Linked DNA regions of Mus musculus: region 2 is linked to region 1. A link is a contact called in public promoter capture Hi-C data. All regions are on one chromosome and are shown on one strand. The core of a region is the stretch at or near the end of the contact, and the rest is flanking DNA. Distances in the headings are between cores, read along the strand shown.

Region 1 (7,800 bases), core at 2,085-4,584:
GAACTCTTTGCAAAGGACTTGTGAGTTCTTTCATAAAGGTGGGTTTTCTATATTGACTACATGTGACATCTTAAGGGTCTGGGAAGGATCTGGTGTGGTTGTGGTCATTCAGGTAGTGCAGAGGTCACCTTATTATCTATTAACCACTTCTGTTCCCATTTGTAAAGTACAGGTGACATCTCCCGCCTCTACCTCCTCAGTGCCTGGATTGTAGGTGTTGTGCCTCCATGTCCTTCCAAGTTTTTATTCTTTAACCAGCCCGATTACCATAATCCTAGCACTTCACATAAGATGTCACTTTTCACACAAATTTTAGATCCATTCACTATGTTGGCAAGCAAGAATGGAGACTGGGGCCAGTTCATGAAATAGGTCCTAACAGCTTTTGCACACAACTATTTCTCTCAAAAGGCAAAGATCATATTCCATATATTTTTCTTAAGGATCATCTTCAGAGCCTGGGAAGATGGCTCAGTCAGAAAAGTGCTTGCCACATAAGTGTGAGAATATGAATTCTGTCCCTCTTTACCTACATAAGAAAGCTGGGCCTGGTAACATGAGCTGTAAACTCAGTTTCAGATAGGTAGAGACTAGTGGGTCCTTGGAGTTTGCTGGTTAGTTAGCCTAACTTAATCTGTGAGCTCCGGATTCAGTGAGAATCTGTCTTTAAAACTACAGAGAACAATATCTTTCTTCTGAGGACAAGATATTGAACATGCTTCCAAGATGAATTAACTTATGCCAGGTATTCTCTTTCTCTCTTCCCCTTCCACTTTTTCCTCTTTCTCCCTCCCTCCCTCCTTTTCTTTCTCTCTCTCTCCTCCCCTCTCCTCTCCTCCCCTCCCCTCCCCTTCCTTCCCTCCCTTCCTTACTCCTTCCCTCTCTTCTTTCTTTCTTTCTTTCTTTCTTTCTTTTCTTTCTTTCTTTCTTTCTTTCTTTCTTTCTTCCTTCCTTCCTTCCTTCCTTCCTTCCTTCCTTCCTTTCTTTCTTCTTTCTTTCTTTCTTTCAGATTTATGTGTATGTGGGTGCCTTCAGACAGCAGAGGCAACACGTCCTCTGCAGCTGGAGTTATAGGCAGTTATGAGCTACACAGTGTGGTTCCCAGGAACAGAACCCAGGGGAATTCTAATTGCTGATCTAGGAAGTCCTAGTTTTGAAAAAGTAGTTTCTACTCAGAAGTTGAAAAAGTGCTAATATTTTATAAAGAAATACTCCTATATTTGCATACGTTAAAGAGTTGACAGCAGCTGGTGAGGTAACACAATCACAAAAGAACTCAAATGATATGTACTCACTGATAAGTGGATATTAGCCCAGAAACTTAGGATACCCAAGATATAAGATACAATTTGCAAAACACATGAAACTGAAGAAGAACGAAGACCAAAGTGTGGACACTTTGCCCCTTCTTAGAATTGGAAACAATCATCAATGGAAGGATTACAGAGACAAAGTTTGGAGCTGAGAGAAAAGGATGGACCATCTAGAGACTGCCATATCCAGGGATCCATCCCATAATTAGCCTCCAAACAATGACAGCATTGCATACACCAGCAAGCGTTTGCTGCAAGGAACCTGATATAGCTGTCTCTTGTGAGACTAGGCCGGGGCCTAGCAAACACATAAGTGGATGCTCTCAGTCAGCTATTGGATGGATCACAGGGCCCCCAATGGAGGAGCTAGAGAAAGTATCCAAGGAGCTAAAGAGATCTGCAACCCTGTAGGTGCAACATTATGAACTAACCAGTACCCCGGAGCTCTTGACTCTAGCTGCATATGTATCAAAAGATGGCCTGGTCGGCCATCACTGGAAAGAGAGGCCCATTGGACACGCAAACTTTATATGCCCCAGTACAGGGGAATGCCAGGGCCAAAAAAATGGGAATGGGTGGGTAGGAAAGTGGGGGGCAGGGTGTGGGGGACTTTTGGGCTAGCATTGGAAATATAATTGAGGAAAATATGTAATAAAAAAAAGAGTTGACAGCTTTCTTTCAAAACTTTAACCAAGACAAATTAATAAGTAAGTTACAGTTGTATTTTTTCAAAGGAGATGGACTCAGGGCTTAAAAGCTCTTGCCACATAATCCTGACCATCTGGCCTGGATCACAGGAGAACAGGGCAGCAGGAGAGGACAGACTCCTACACATATGCTGTGGCATAGATATGCCCCGCTCAAGAAATAAAGTAGTTTTTTAATGGGCCAAATGGGTAACTCTCCAGTGTTTCAAATAGTTGAATGTGACTATTGGATATAAATATTTATTACGCAGTAAAATCTGTTTGGTTTTTTTGATCTCCCCAGGGTTCTCTGTTTCCCAGAACTGTTGCAGGCCTGTGATAAGAAAGGGTAAGAGGTTCAAAGCTGTTAAAAACAATGAATTCATGAAATTCTTAGACAAATGGATGGATCTGGAGGATATCATCTTGAGTAAGGTAACCCAATCAGGAAAGAACACACATGATATGCACTCACTGGTAAGTGGACATTAGCCCAGAAGCTCAGAATCCTTTTTAGAAGGGGGAACAAAATACCCATGGAAGGAGTTACAGAGACAAAGTTTGGAGCAGAGCCTGAAGGAAGAGACTGCCAGAGACTGCCCCACTTGGGGATCCATTCCATAAACAACCACCAAACCCAGACACTAGGCAGATGCCAACAAGAGCCTGCTATAGCTGTCTCCTGAGGGCCTTTGTCAGTGCCTGGCAGATACAGAAGTAGATGCTCACAGTCATTCATTGGACAGAGCACAAAGTCCCCAATGAAGGAGCTAGAGAAAGTACCCAGGGAGCTAAAGGGATCTGCAACCCTATAGGTGGAACATCATTATGAACTAACCAGTACCCCAGAGCTCTTGACTCTAGCTGCATATGTATCAAAAGATGGCCTAGTCGGCCATCACTGTAAAGAGAGGCCCATTGGACTTGCAAACTTTATATGCCCCAGTACAGGAGAACGCCAGGGCCAAAAGTGGGAATGGGTGGGCAGGGGAGTGGGGGGGGGAGGGTATGGGGGACTTTTGGAATAGCATTGGAAATGTAAATGAGGAAAATACCTAATAAAAAATATTAAAAAAAAAAAAAAAAGAAAATCCCTGTGACCTCAGTAAGGTCAGCTTGAATTATGTTTCTAAATCAGAGTGTGCTGAAAGAGAAACGAAACACAAAGTAAACCAGAAGCAAACAGGAAAGTCAGTCTCCAGATGGCGCCAGTGTGGCTCCTGACCTTGAAATGCGTTTCCCAATGAGATTTTGTTAGGCCCTGAGCCAACCAAGCGTGTGTGTATGTACAGAAAGGAGGAGCTACAGGATTAGCTAAATACTGAAACCTCCCCACGTATTTGTGCCTCTCAGCTTTCAAGTTTCAATCCTGTAGTGGAAACTCAGCTCCTCAGCTCTGAGATGTGTGTCACAAAGGCTTCCCTACCTATGCTTAGTCCCACAGGCAGCCCGCAGGAGGTAGAAGTGGGTAAGTATTCAATAGTATTTGAACCAATGGGAGGGGCAGAGAGGAGTTTCAAACAGGGCAGGAAGGCAAAAGAGTTGAACCTTGAACAAAAGATTAAGAACAGAAGGGCGTCTGTGAGCCCGTCACTGTGGGTCTGCAGAGCAGGAGAATGCAGTCGGGATTAGCTATGAGGTTGTTACATTAGTTATTCTATCGGAGCATACAATACTCGAATAGTTCTCAGGCAAGAGAAATGAGCAGCGAGTCACCTTCTAACTGCCAGAGCTGTAGCCACAGCGTTCTCGCTTTGTACTTAGCTTGCTAGTCCACTCTTCCCAGGGATCTGGTAAGTTACAGTCTGGTGGATTACATCAAATTGCTGTAGTAAACGTTTGCTTTAAGTCCCTGAGTGAAGGAAACTCAGACAACAGCTTTGCAATGTGCATAGTGGCAGAAGTTGCCTGGGAAGCTTGGAGCTTGTGTTTTGCAGATCCATTGTAATTAAAATAGAATTGTAAGGGGGTGGCTTGGGGTGGGGTGGGGGTGGGGGGCGCTGAACCTACTCAGGACCAAATCCTTTCTGTTTTGAGCTCTTGATAAGTTACAGAAAAAGAATATAATGGGGTTTCCTACTTAATTCTTCAGAAAGGAAGCAAAATTGTGTTTCTTGTGTTTCAAACTGTCTATGCTCCATTATATTGTGTTCCTTTATTTTCCTTTTCCCCCTCATTCCTGTTTCTTCACATTAATTTTTTTTTTTTTAATTTGTGGAAAGACTACTGAATTTTGAGAAAGTAAGATTGACATCTATCAAAATACAAAATTCCCAACAAATGCTAATGTTTATCACTTAAACCAAGTATTCTGAAATAATAATAATAATAATAATAATAATAAATTATAATAAATTATTATTACTGAGGATGATGATGACTGACTGACTGATTGATTGATTGATTGATTCTTTGGCAAAGTCTCATACTTTACCCCAAGCTGGCCTGGAACTCCTGCTCCCTCTGCCTCAGCAGGGTTGACTTTTTAAAATCAAATACACAAATATTTAGCCATTGGAAACATTTCCTGAGAATGTGGAGCTTCTGTCTCAAGTGCAGCTGTTGCATAGCTAGCTGCAGGCATTTTGAAGCCTGTCTTGTGAATGTGGAGCTCCTGTCTCAAGTGCAGCTGTTGTATAACTAGCTGCAGGCATTACACAACTTCACTCCTTTGAAGCAGTAGCTTGTTTTATCATTGAAACAGTTTTTAAGTAAGCTAAAAACCAGGCCAGCAATACTTCATTTCTTTGGGTTTTTTGAGAGATCATTTCCAACATTACTTTTAAATAAAGACAGGAAAGTTATGTTCAAATTGTGCTATGGAACACATTCGAATTTAGAAGGAGATCTGTGTGTATACAGCAAAATTCCTGTTTACATATTAGAAGGAAACAGACAGTATCAGAATTATACTGGTGTAAACACAGAGGATTATCTGTAAATCTTACTCTTAATATCATATAAGAAATGCTGGTGTAGAACTCTAAATAAATAAAATTACCATTCTGAGTTTTTGAAATGCCCAATAACCATAAATGTGTTCCTTTAATTCCTAACTTGTTAAGAGTTCTTGTTATTTTAGACTAATATTATTTTTTTCACATGATTTTGGTAAGCTTGTTAAAATGCTCCCATATTTTTATCCATTAGTTATGTCAGTGTGTTCTATTACATTTATGTGCCTTTATTAATTTATTTACTGACTAGGTTCTCTGAGACTGATCCTTACATAGTCCAGGTTGAGTTCAAACTTCTAATGTAGCCAAGGCTAGTCTTGTACTCCTGACTCCAGCTTCTGCCTCCCTAGCACTGGAAATATAAAAGTGTACCAACCTGTTTGTCTCGTTGACTGGAGCAGGAGTTACACAGGTGGTTATGAGGTGCCCCTTTAGGAGCTGAGATTTAGGAGCTAACTCCTGTCCTCTAGAAGAGCAACAATTGATCTTAACTCCTCAGCCATCTCTGCAGCCTCCTGCTGATCCCAGTCTGTCCCCATCCTTGGCACTCAGTGTTATTCTCAGTCCTAGCCAGTCTATTCTTAGGGAGCAAAATCTATGAATAGCTTGGATGTTGTTTGCTTTCAGCCTGATCTTCACTCTTTCTGTTTCTTGTTTCTTCATTGGCCCTTTGTTCAATGACTGGAAGACTCCATGTTTCCCTTTCATCTAGTCTTCTGTGAGCATTAGACATCATTTATAAACCAGGACCTTCTGTGAAGGGGTTTGCAATGGGTGAATACAAGCCAAATCTACAGATAATTCTTTTTCTTTAAATGTTTTTTGAGATTGGTGTTCTCATATTTATATTTTCAGGTAAAATTCTCCAAGGAAAAAGGCACGGAACCATCTCCCCTGAGTCTTGTGCTAAGCTTTACTGCTACTATGGAGTGATCATGGTCCTCACTGTAGCTGTAATTGCTCTTTCTGTTGCTTTGTCAGGTAAGTGACTTATTCTCCAAATTATGTGACACTTTGTCCACATTCACAAGGTCAGTTATACTTACTGACCACTGTGACCCAGGCATTGTGGGAAGGGCTCTGGAGAAATCACACTGGAAATTCCTGTTCTCTGGGAACTTAGGTTCTAGCTGGAAGGTGCAGTGAAGGAACACACAGTCTGTGGTGTACACAGGAGTCTTGGCTTGGCATCTGTGAGAAGATGACATTCAATAAGCTCTCAACTGAGATGTCAGGGACATAAATCTCCTTGGGGAACTGTTCAAGGCAGAGAATAAAGAGAGGAAATTTCAAAGTAGGAACCTCAAAGGTGAGGACAGGGAAGAGTAATATGGCCAGGAAGATACAGTGCCTCCCACCATGACCTAGTTTAGTTACCAGGCTAAACTGAATTTTCAAAGTATTAAATGGAAAGTTTCTGAAGTAAGAAATTTATAGGATTTTAGTACCACAATATCAGAATAGTGCAATACAATCTTGCACTGTCCTCTTAAGTATTTGAAGTCATCCTTTAGTGCAATGTGTCTGCACCGTATATACTACCTACACAAAAGTTCTCACAGCAATCTCAATTATCAGGCTGGGTGTCAGTAGGTGTCCCTACAGAGTGCTTGCTGCTGTAGCAATCCCTACTGTAGTCAATGGTCATCCAAAAGCTCAGAAAGTGATATAGAAGTGATATAGTGTTATAGAAGTGCACTTCCTGGGAGCCCTACTGACAGTGAGCACCTGAGAGAGAATGGGACACAGGCCCACGGTGGGAGGCCTTTAGTTAAAGGCCCATCAGATCAGTTAGGAAAGCTATCATCAGATTCACACCTCACAGCTGAGCTCAGGAGGGTGTGCCAAAACGAGAGAAGACCTGCTTGCCATGATCCATTGTATTCTCTACATTTTAGCAACAAAGACAGAACAGATCCCAGTCAACAAGACCTATGCTGCTTGCCCGCAAAACTGGATTGGAGTTGAAAATAAATGTTTTTATTTTTCTGAATACCCAAGTAACTGGACATTCGCCCAGGCCTTCTGCATGGCACAAGAGGCCCAACTAGCTCGGTTTGACAACCAGGATGAGCTGGTAAGCAATGGGCAGGGATTGGTTTGTCTGTCTGTTCTGTTGAATATTATATTGCCTTGAGATAGAGAGTTACAGATGAGGCCTGAGGAAGGATCCCATCCCAAGCACATGGAGACATAGGGAATGTGAGTGTGTGCCATTTGCTGATGCTTGACTTCTGACTGGAGCCCTGAGACAGTCAAGAAACTTTCTCTCATGAAGTGTTCATAGTCAGTTGGAAGGTCAGATATGCCATTTTACTGGATACCTGGTGGTCATCAGTGTTTTCCCATATGCTGGCACTTGTTGTGTACAGAAGGAAGCAACTGTTAATAACTGCAATGGGAGGTTAACCCAGAACTGAGTAATGTGACCCTCAGTTACACCCTCCTGTTATCTCTAGAGGAATCTGTGGAGTGGAGAGATTCCAGGATCATCTGAAACAAAGAGACACATGTATTCTTGGTTTTTGTGTTTTATGACAGAATTTCCTAATGAGATACAAGGCGAATTTTGATTCCTGGATTGGCCTGCACAGAGAGTCGTCAGAGCACCCTTGGAAGTGGACAGACAACACTGAGTATAACAACACGTATGTTTTCACAAAGTTTTTCCTTCTATTATGTTCATGTGTTGTGATATGTGTGAGTTGTGGCTATGGGAGATGAAAGGCAGTGTCATGTGAAGCCAATTGTACTGGGAAGGAAGAAAAAAGAAAATGAACCCTTGCATGGAGGTGTGGCTCAGAGGTAGAGATTGTGTTTACATGCAACAGCCAATCCCCAGAA
Region 2 (7,800 bases), core at 2,601-5,100, 95 kb after region 1:
AGGAATATAAAATTAAGCATAGTAATGTGTTGTTCCACTAATAAAAAATATTAATGGTCAATTTTACCAAATTCTGAGTGCATTTGGAAAACGTCTTGTTGGCTAGAGATAAGGCAAAGCAAATAAAATGCTGACTTAATAGGTATCTTCACTATGTATGTATGTATGTATGTATGTATGTATGTATGTATGTATATATGCATAAATATATAATTTATATATGTATTTAGTAGGCATAATGGGTATATTTCATAGTTATGAAAAATTCAAGCATATCATTATTTAAGACTTCTAAGCACCCACTTGCTATAGGAGACATATAAAAAGAGTATCCTGGCTGTAGTTCCCTAGTCTCCTTGGAGTTAGCTACTGTTTATGGGAGATGGAATGCTCAGAATAAATGTTTTCAATGAGAATTTATGCATAAATATCCAAAAGTAGGATAAAATTTAAAAAATTGCAAACTTGATTTTGTTTCTTGGTAATACCAGTGCAGCAAACTTTCATATATTAATGCTAAGAGGCTAACCTGGAAAAATACGCTTTTTTACATTGTTATGAACACACAGGGGCTGAAGAGATGCCTCAGTGTTAGAGAGCATGTACTGTTTTTGTAGAGGACCAGTGTTTGGTTCCCAGAACCCACATCAGGTGGCTCACAACCATCTGTCACTATAGCTCTGAAGGTTCCAGTACCCTCTTCTGGCTTTTGAAGACACCTGTACACACATGACCTACACTTCCACAGACATAAATAAAAAACATTGTTATACATATACTACTGTAAGATCCAGACAGTCCTACACACACATACCACCACCACCACCACCTCTAAAAAAACCCCATGTTTTTAAAATGCCTTGCACAACAATATTCATAGAATTATCATCACTAAGACCAAGTCCTGAAAATAATCCAAATACCTGTCAGCATGAGAATGAATAAACACTTTTTAGTATTTCCACACAAAAAAATGATTCTAGCAATTAAAATAAAGCCCTGATGCATACCATATGATAAATCTTAAAAAATAATGTTAAATGAAAACAGTATATTCATTAAAGATTACATATTATGTATTTCTATGTAACTGGCACTTTAGACAAAAATAAGGTGTGGTGTCAAATGTAAGAAAAGTGTTTGCATTTATGCTTGTGACAATGGCACCTACAGAGTGCCCTAGAGTCACGGGAATATTCAAATATTGATGGGAATTGTGGCTATACATTTGTTGAGTCCTTACACCGCACTCCTATGGTGTGTTCATTAATTGCATATAAATTATAGCACAGTTAAAGTGATAATGTAAGAATGAACAGTGAAACATTACATTTTCTAAGATGGATTAAAATAATAAGTGAAAAGTAACAATGCTATAAAACATATTGAACAGACCCCCCCCCAATTTAACTTACTGTATAAAGGTTGAACAAAGTCACAGTTACCTTTAACTAATAAATGTTTCTGTATCAGGATTTGGATAGATAGAAATATGCCTGTACTAGCATGTAAATAGGTGACTGCAGAGGGAAAGTCAATTTTTGGCTTTAGATTTTGGATTTTGTTTTTTACAGGGTGAACCCTCATGATTCAAAACAGTATGCCCCCACTAGAATGCCCTTGTATGTTCCCAAATTCTTCAGTGTGAATTTTTTAATGCTCATGGAAGCTTTAATACAAAATGGCTCCTTGAATAAGATTATAATTAACAGTGAAAATCACTCTCCACAGTTGTAATCCCAACACTTAGGAGTCTAGTGTCAAAGGAGTGTGAGCTTGAAGCCTATGGCTACAAGGTGAAAAGTTATGTCAAATCTTTTCTCATTATAAAAACACTTAACTTTCCATTGTAGATGACTTTTTATAGTTACAAGATTATTTCTGTAGATTTTATCTTGGAATTTGTGGATTTTTTTTTCTTAAAACATTTTGTTCCAGATAAGCTTGGTGAGGAGACATCACATGGCTAGTATCACCAACTTGTACATTTTGTAGGATTTTCTTTTTCTTGGTGAAAATCTGATTTCAAGTTTTCTAAGAGAAGCCTTTATCAATCCTGCCTAGGTCTGTTTTCCCCTGCCTTCCTTTTCACACACATACACAATTATCTTCAGAGGCAGTCTTTGTAGCTTGAGTAATAGGTTCAGAGACTGGTCTAGTTTCGTTTCTCAACATATGATAGTCACATTGCTTGGACTCAATTTATCAATATCTCTGACTGCACAGCAAACATACCCACATCCAAAGCAACCCTAGACCTCAACTAGTTCATTCAGCCCATTGACCCACCTGGTGGGTAGACTATGTAGACCAACTCCCACGTGACAGTTTATTTCCATCTCCAAGGGTCATGGCTAACCACAGTTCAACTTGTCACCTAGGCAACAAAACATCCCCCCCTAACAGCACACTCCTGAGGCCTGTGCATTAATGGAGAGCATGAAAACAGATCCACCTATTTACCAACTTTCAGTCACCCAAGGAGGAGCCTGTTGATTCCACTGCTGCTGTGTTGCTAAGGTCATGGCCGTGAGAACATAAGTTAAATATACAAAGGTAGATGGAGCTGACCCCAGGCCAGGTCAGGAATTTCTGCATTTGGTCTTTCCTTCATTCCACTATTTATTATAGTTTCATTATTATCTGCTTTTTAAAAAAAATTTAAGTGAGACATATAGGTATGGGTTGCTTAGGTATCTAAAAATGAATATTGTAGACTTTATATCTATGTTTTTGACTTCATGCTCTCAAAGAAGGGATGAGATTTTAAAGGTAACTGAGACTTTTAAAAAATTTTTTATTTTTAATTTTTTTACACAACAAGACAACTTGACAGAGAAACTCAGAAAATAATTCGTTCCTCACCAACTATCTTGGCGGTGTTGGTCATAGCAAATCCCTTTATTAACTGGATCGCTCGTGCTTTCAAATAACTCTCATTCCCAAGTGCTAAGTGCTGGAGGGCTCCTTACAACTCAGATAGAAACAGACAGAAGAGACAGAAATGTGAAGGGTGATCATGCTTTTGTAAAAAGGAAGAAAAATATATAGTCATAGAATTTGAAGTGATTCATTGGAGGAGAGAGACAGAACAAAATGTAAGGAGGAGATTCCATAGGTCTCTGCAGAAGATGACATTTTAATGACAGGGTTACATTCTAATGCATCACCATATGACACTGCACATGTTCAGGTGTGTGTAATGCTGTTTTCTCTGAGCCTGGAGACCCGAATGCTGCTAACCACTGGAGGATTCATGAGGAGAACACTAATGAGGGAATACACACAGAAAGCAGGCAAATGGATAAGGAAAGAGCAAGAACGTAACTCTTTGTGTGAAAAACAGAGTTCTTCATAAAGAAAAGGATAAAACTTACTGATGATGGTGGTTATGGGAAAACTATAGAGAATAACTAGGTCAAGCCAGGCAATTTATCATTTATCATTTAAATCCACGAGTTGAGATGTTACAAATCTATTCAAAGGAAAAGTCCTTTCAAGATCATCTGAAAGTCATATAGCTCTCTCTCATACAAGTATCTTGTCTTCTCATAGCTAGAGAGGTATTTACCTATGCCCAGTTTCTCTTTTACTGATTGAAACAGAACATAACCAAGTCCTCTGATAATCTCTCCATTCTCCGCTCTATTCCACACATCAAATGTAGAGATCATTCCAGAATGTAAGAAATCACATGACTTACCCTTCTGCCCTCTCTCCAGATGTGAAGAGCTATTTTCCGTTATAGAACAGTTTTCAGAATCCATCCTTTTTAATTTTTTTCCCCTCAAGGTCCCTGGCGACTCTCAAGTGGTCCACGGAGAGATGTAGCTGGAGCTGTCTTGTTCAGTGTCTTGATCTCGGAGGATTTCAGCCTTTATACTCGATTAGGCTCCACCCCTTCCTCCTACCCTGTACTCACTCAACTCAGCCAGTTCTCTTTAATTTATGCTCCAGCGGCCTAGACACTTCACCGTGTGTTGTTGTGGTGAGCTGCGGGTTTTCCCTGCTGTCTGAAATGTGCTTTCTCACAACTGTAGCTTCAAGAGGAAGAGATAAATGGGATTTTCCCAGAATCGAAGACATCCTTCCACAAACTTTTAAAAACACAAATAACTTAGGAAATGGTATAATCTAAACAAGGAGCTAAAAGTTTGAGATTGCTGTATTTGACATGGAAAAGCACTGGAAGAGAGAGTAAAACTTTTTCATGCAATCCTTTGCATTGGTTTCTTTGTATATGTAGGCAGGTACAGGCATTTATTGAATACCCATTATGTACCAGGTGCTGTTGGTGGCCAGAAGATGTACTGTTGAGTAGGGATTTTAAAATCTCTATCTTTGTGGCTCTCTCTCTCCCTCTCTCTCAATTGGACAAGTTTTATTTAGTTAATTATGGATTTAAAACGTGTGGCATTCACTTCTTTTTTCCCCAGAGACTAGTTCTTTCAAGTGTCAGGAGTTGCTTTAGTGCAGGAAACAGAAAGCTTGTGGTCTGAAACTTCCTCGGTGTGATCTAAAACTGTTTCTCTTCAGTTATCTATTTCATCATCCCTTGCTCATTTTCTTGTCATCCTCCACTGTCAAACTTACTTTGTCTCACTGCAGAATATCTCCTTCTATTTCCCCATGTCCTTTTCAGGTGTCTGTGGCCTCGGATATTTGGAAGATGATCCCTATACACATATCTTCCCATGATATCCATCTCATTCAGATAAGTTATTGAGCACCACATAAATGCAGAAAATGTCTGTTTTGGTAAGTCAAGTGTGAGGATCTTAAAAAATTACAAGCATGATTTCTTACATTCTGGAATGATCTCTACATTTGACATATGGAATAGAGCAGAGAATGGAGAGATTGTCAAAGGACCTGGAGTAAAGTTGTCTGGTTTGCCTTTGTGAAGATATAATGCTTAGGTTGCTTGGAAGGTACCGGCACAGACAACTGAGGTGAGCCAGCAGGTGGATTTGTCTGCTTGAGACACAGACAGGTACATGCTGGTCCTAATGTGCCTTTTTGTTCTCAGTATCTTTCCTGCACAGCAGCTGGGATGAGATTAAGTATGTCATATCATCTTGTTGAGAACATTCAGCTCACCAAAGGCTTCCTAATAAAGGTTCCTTAAAATCCAAAGACCTTACAGCCAAGAAGAACCTCTACATTGGCCTCTGGGCACTTCCTCTATTACTTTCCCTCTACAACAGAGAGCTTCTTCTTATTCCATAGGAGTGCCCAGGAGCCTGCCACTGCAGGGCCTTTAGGTCTTTCGGTTGTGTCTTAGCGGTTCTTTTTCCATATGCCTATGTGCCAGGTTTTCCCATAATAAATAAGGTAATTAATTCAGTATCAAGTGAAAAGCAGGAAGGTCCAGATACTCATGAATACCAAGAAGTGCTCTTCTGACTCATGCCTGTTGGATGGGATGAGGTTTTCATAGAGTTCAGAACTGACAAAAAATAGGCAGGGAGAGTCATCATAGCCAGCCTCTGCTATAAGTTGGCTCCTAACTAAGCTCTTTAAAGGAAAAGGGCAGCTCAAGTGAGTATTTTTTAATTTATTTACCTTTATTAAACTTAATTTTTAAAAATTGTATTATATTTATGTGTGTGTGAGTCATGTATGTGTGTGCTGGTTCCCACAGAGGACAGAAGAAGGCTCCATGGAGTTAGAGTCACAAGCAATGTGAGTTTCCTTAAGCTGGGAACTGAACTCTGATCCTCTGAAAGAACAATAAGAACTCTGTACTACTGAGTCATCACCTCTCAAGCCCCATATTTATTTATTTACGTTCATCTATCTATCTATCTATCTATCTATCTATCTATCTATCTATCTATCCATCTATCTATCTATCTATCTACCCATCCATCAATCATCCATCCATCCGGCTGTCAGTTCGTCTGTCCATCCGTCCGTCTGTCTGTCTGTACTACTGAGTCATCACCTCTCAAGCCCCATATTTACTTATTTACTTTCATCTGTCTGTCTGTCTGTCTGTCTGTCTGTCTGTCTGTCTGTCTACCCATCCACCAATCCATCAGTCTTAGTCAGGGTTTCTATTCCTGCACAAACATCATGACCAAGAAGCAAGTTAGGGAGGAAAGGGTTTATTCGACTTACACTTCCATGCTGCTGTTCATCACCAAAGGAAGTCAGGACTGGAACTCAAGCAGGTCAGGGAGCAGGAGCTGATGCAGAGGTCATGGAGGGATGTTCTTTACTGGCTTACCTCACCTGGATTTCTCAGCCTGCTCTCTTATAGAACCCAAGACTACCAGCCCAGAGATGGTCCCACCCACAAGGGGCCTTTCCCCTTGATCACTAATTGAGAAAATGCCTTACAGTTGGATCTCATGGAGGCATTTCCTCAACTGAAGCTCCTTTCTCTGTGATAACTCCAGCTGTGTCAAGTTGACACAAAACTAGCCAGTACACCATATATCATATCATATCATATCATATCATATCATATCATATCATATCATATCTATCTATCTATCTATCTATCTATCTATCTATCTGTCTATGGTGTGTGTGTGTATCATAGTGCATTTGTAGAAGTTAAACAACAACTTGTAGGACTCACACTAGTTCTTTCCTAACTAACCACAGAACTTCTGGGAATTATAATAAGCTGATTAAACTTAACAGCAATTACCTTTACCTCCTGAATTATTTCAACAGACCTTCTCCCCATTCGAGTTTTGTTGCAGAAACCAACTGCAGTTATGCTATGTATGTATGTATGTAGCTGCATTGACACAACAGGCACACAATGTCTTTAAGTGATAAGCAGGAGGCATGTCTCTAAGTATTGATGCTCAGTGATAAGCATGATGCAAGTTTCACTTTTTCACTTTTTTTTTGTGTTGCTGTGATGTACTTATTTTTAGTTTTTATTAAACATATTTTTGGATGTATTGACTTATTGGGGTAGGAGTTGGACATATGCCATGATGTGTGTCTTGAAATCAGAGGACAATTTGTGAGGATATGGTTCTCTTTTTCTACCTCATGTGAGCCCCAAGAATAGAATTTGAGTCTTTACATTTGGCAAAACTCTCCTTGACCTGACAAGCCACCTGGCTAGTTCGTGTTATTGGAATTTTATATGATCAATTCATGATTTAAAAATCTCTAGATTTTCAATTCTCCAAACTGTCTGAAGACACAGTGTGTCCCAGACTTAAGACTTCTGTTTCTCCCTGCTTTCTTTCTTAAGTATTTACATGGTCTAGAAGGAGACGTTTAAAGCTGTGGGCTCCTCCTCAGAATACTCTGATGGTGCCAGGTCTCCAAATTGAGGGAAGAAAAACTAAGCAGACAACAAGGCTTTTCTGGGGAGTTTCATGAACAATTACAGATGGACAATAAAAAATGTGGCCATTTCTTGATTTAAAATGTTTGTAGTCTCAGTTATAAGTGGTAGCTAATGTCTGTAATTCTTGCACTTAGGAGACAGAGGGAGGAAGATTGCCACAAGTTCTAGGCCAGCCTAGATCGTATAGTAAATTCTGGATAGGATGGGGAAAAGAGTGATGAATAACCCCCCCCCCCCCACACACACACACAGTAAAAGTCTGTTTGGAGTACAGTACCTGGCATCCTATCAATGCATTCCTATAGCTGACCTAAAAGATGTCTGGACGGGATTTGCTATTTGTTTATTGATCAGGGATAAACTTGCAGAGCTGATTCATCCTGGATTGTCGCACATTCATTTCCTCAGGATTGAAACATGTACTTCAGAGATGCTAGAAACTTACAGAACCCATCAGGCTAGGAAAGCTGCATAGT

The links. Promoter capture Hi-C pulls out the DNA fragments that hold promoters and counts their contacts.
Region 2: a contact with region 1 is called in a promoter capture Hi-C map of neutrophils, with 2.4 times the contacts expected there. The contact joins the promoter of Cd69 here to the promoter of Clec2d in region 1. A contact is called at or near these places in 16 of 39 promoter capture datasets (the C10 cell line, the HPC-7 cell line, cranial neural crest and 11 more), 1 of 15 datasets of contacts at CTCF or cohesin (CD8 T cells), 2 of 484 Hi-C or Micro-C datasets (CD8 T cells and nephron progenitors), 4 of 115 datasets of contacts at active chromatin or transcription factors (CD8 T cells, regulatory T cell precursor and thymic regulatory T cells) and 3 of 9 other capture datasets (adipose tissue, liver and pancreatic islet).

Annotation. Positions count from the first base shown.
Region 1 is chr6:129,177,281-129,185,080 of GRCm38.p6, forward strand. Clec2d (C-type lectin domain family 2, member d) reads left to right here and starts at 3,335. Exons shown (of 5, transcript NM_053109.3): 1 at 3,335-3,467; 2 at 5,812-5,937; 3 at 6,855-7,033; 4 at 7,498-7,604. The coding sequence starts at 3,401.
Region 2 is chr6:129,271,519-129,279,318 of GRCm38.p6, forward strand. It overlaps Cd69 (CD69 antigen), which reads right to left and starts at 3,851. Exons shown (of 5, transcript NM_001033122.4): 1 at 3,704-3,851. The coding sequence starts at 3,767.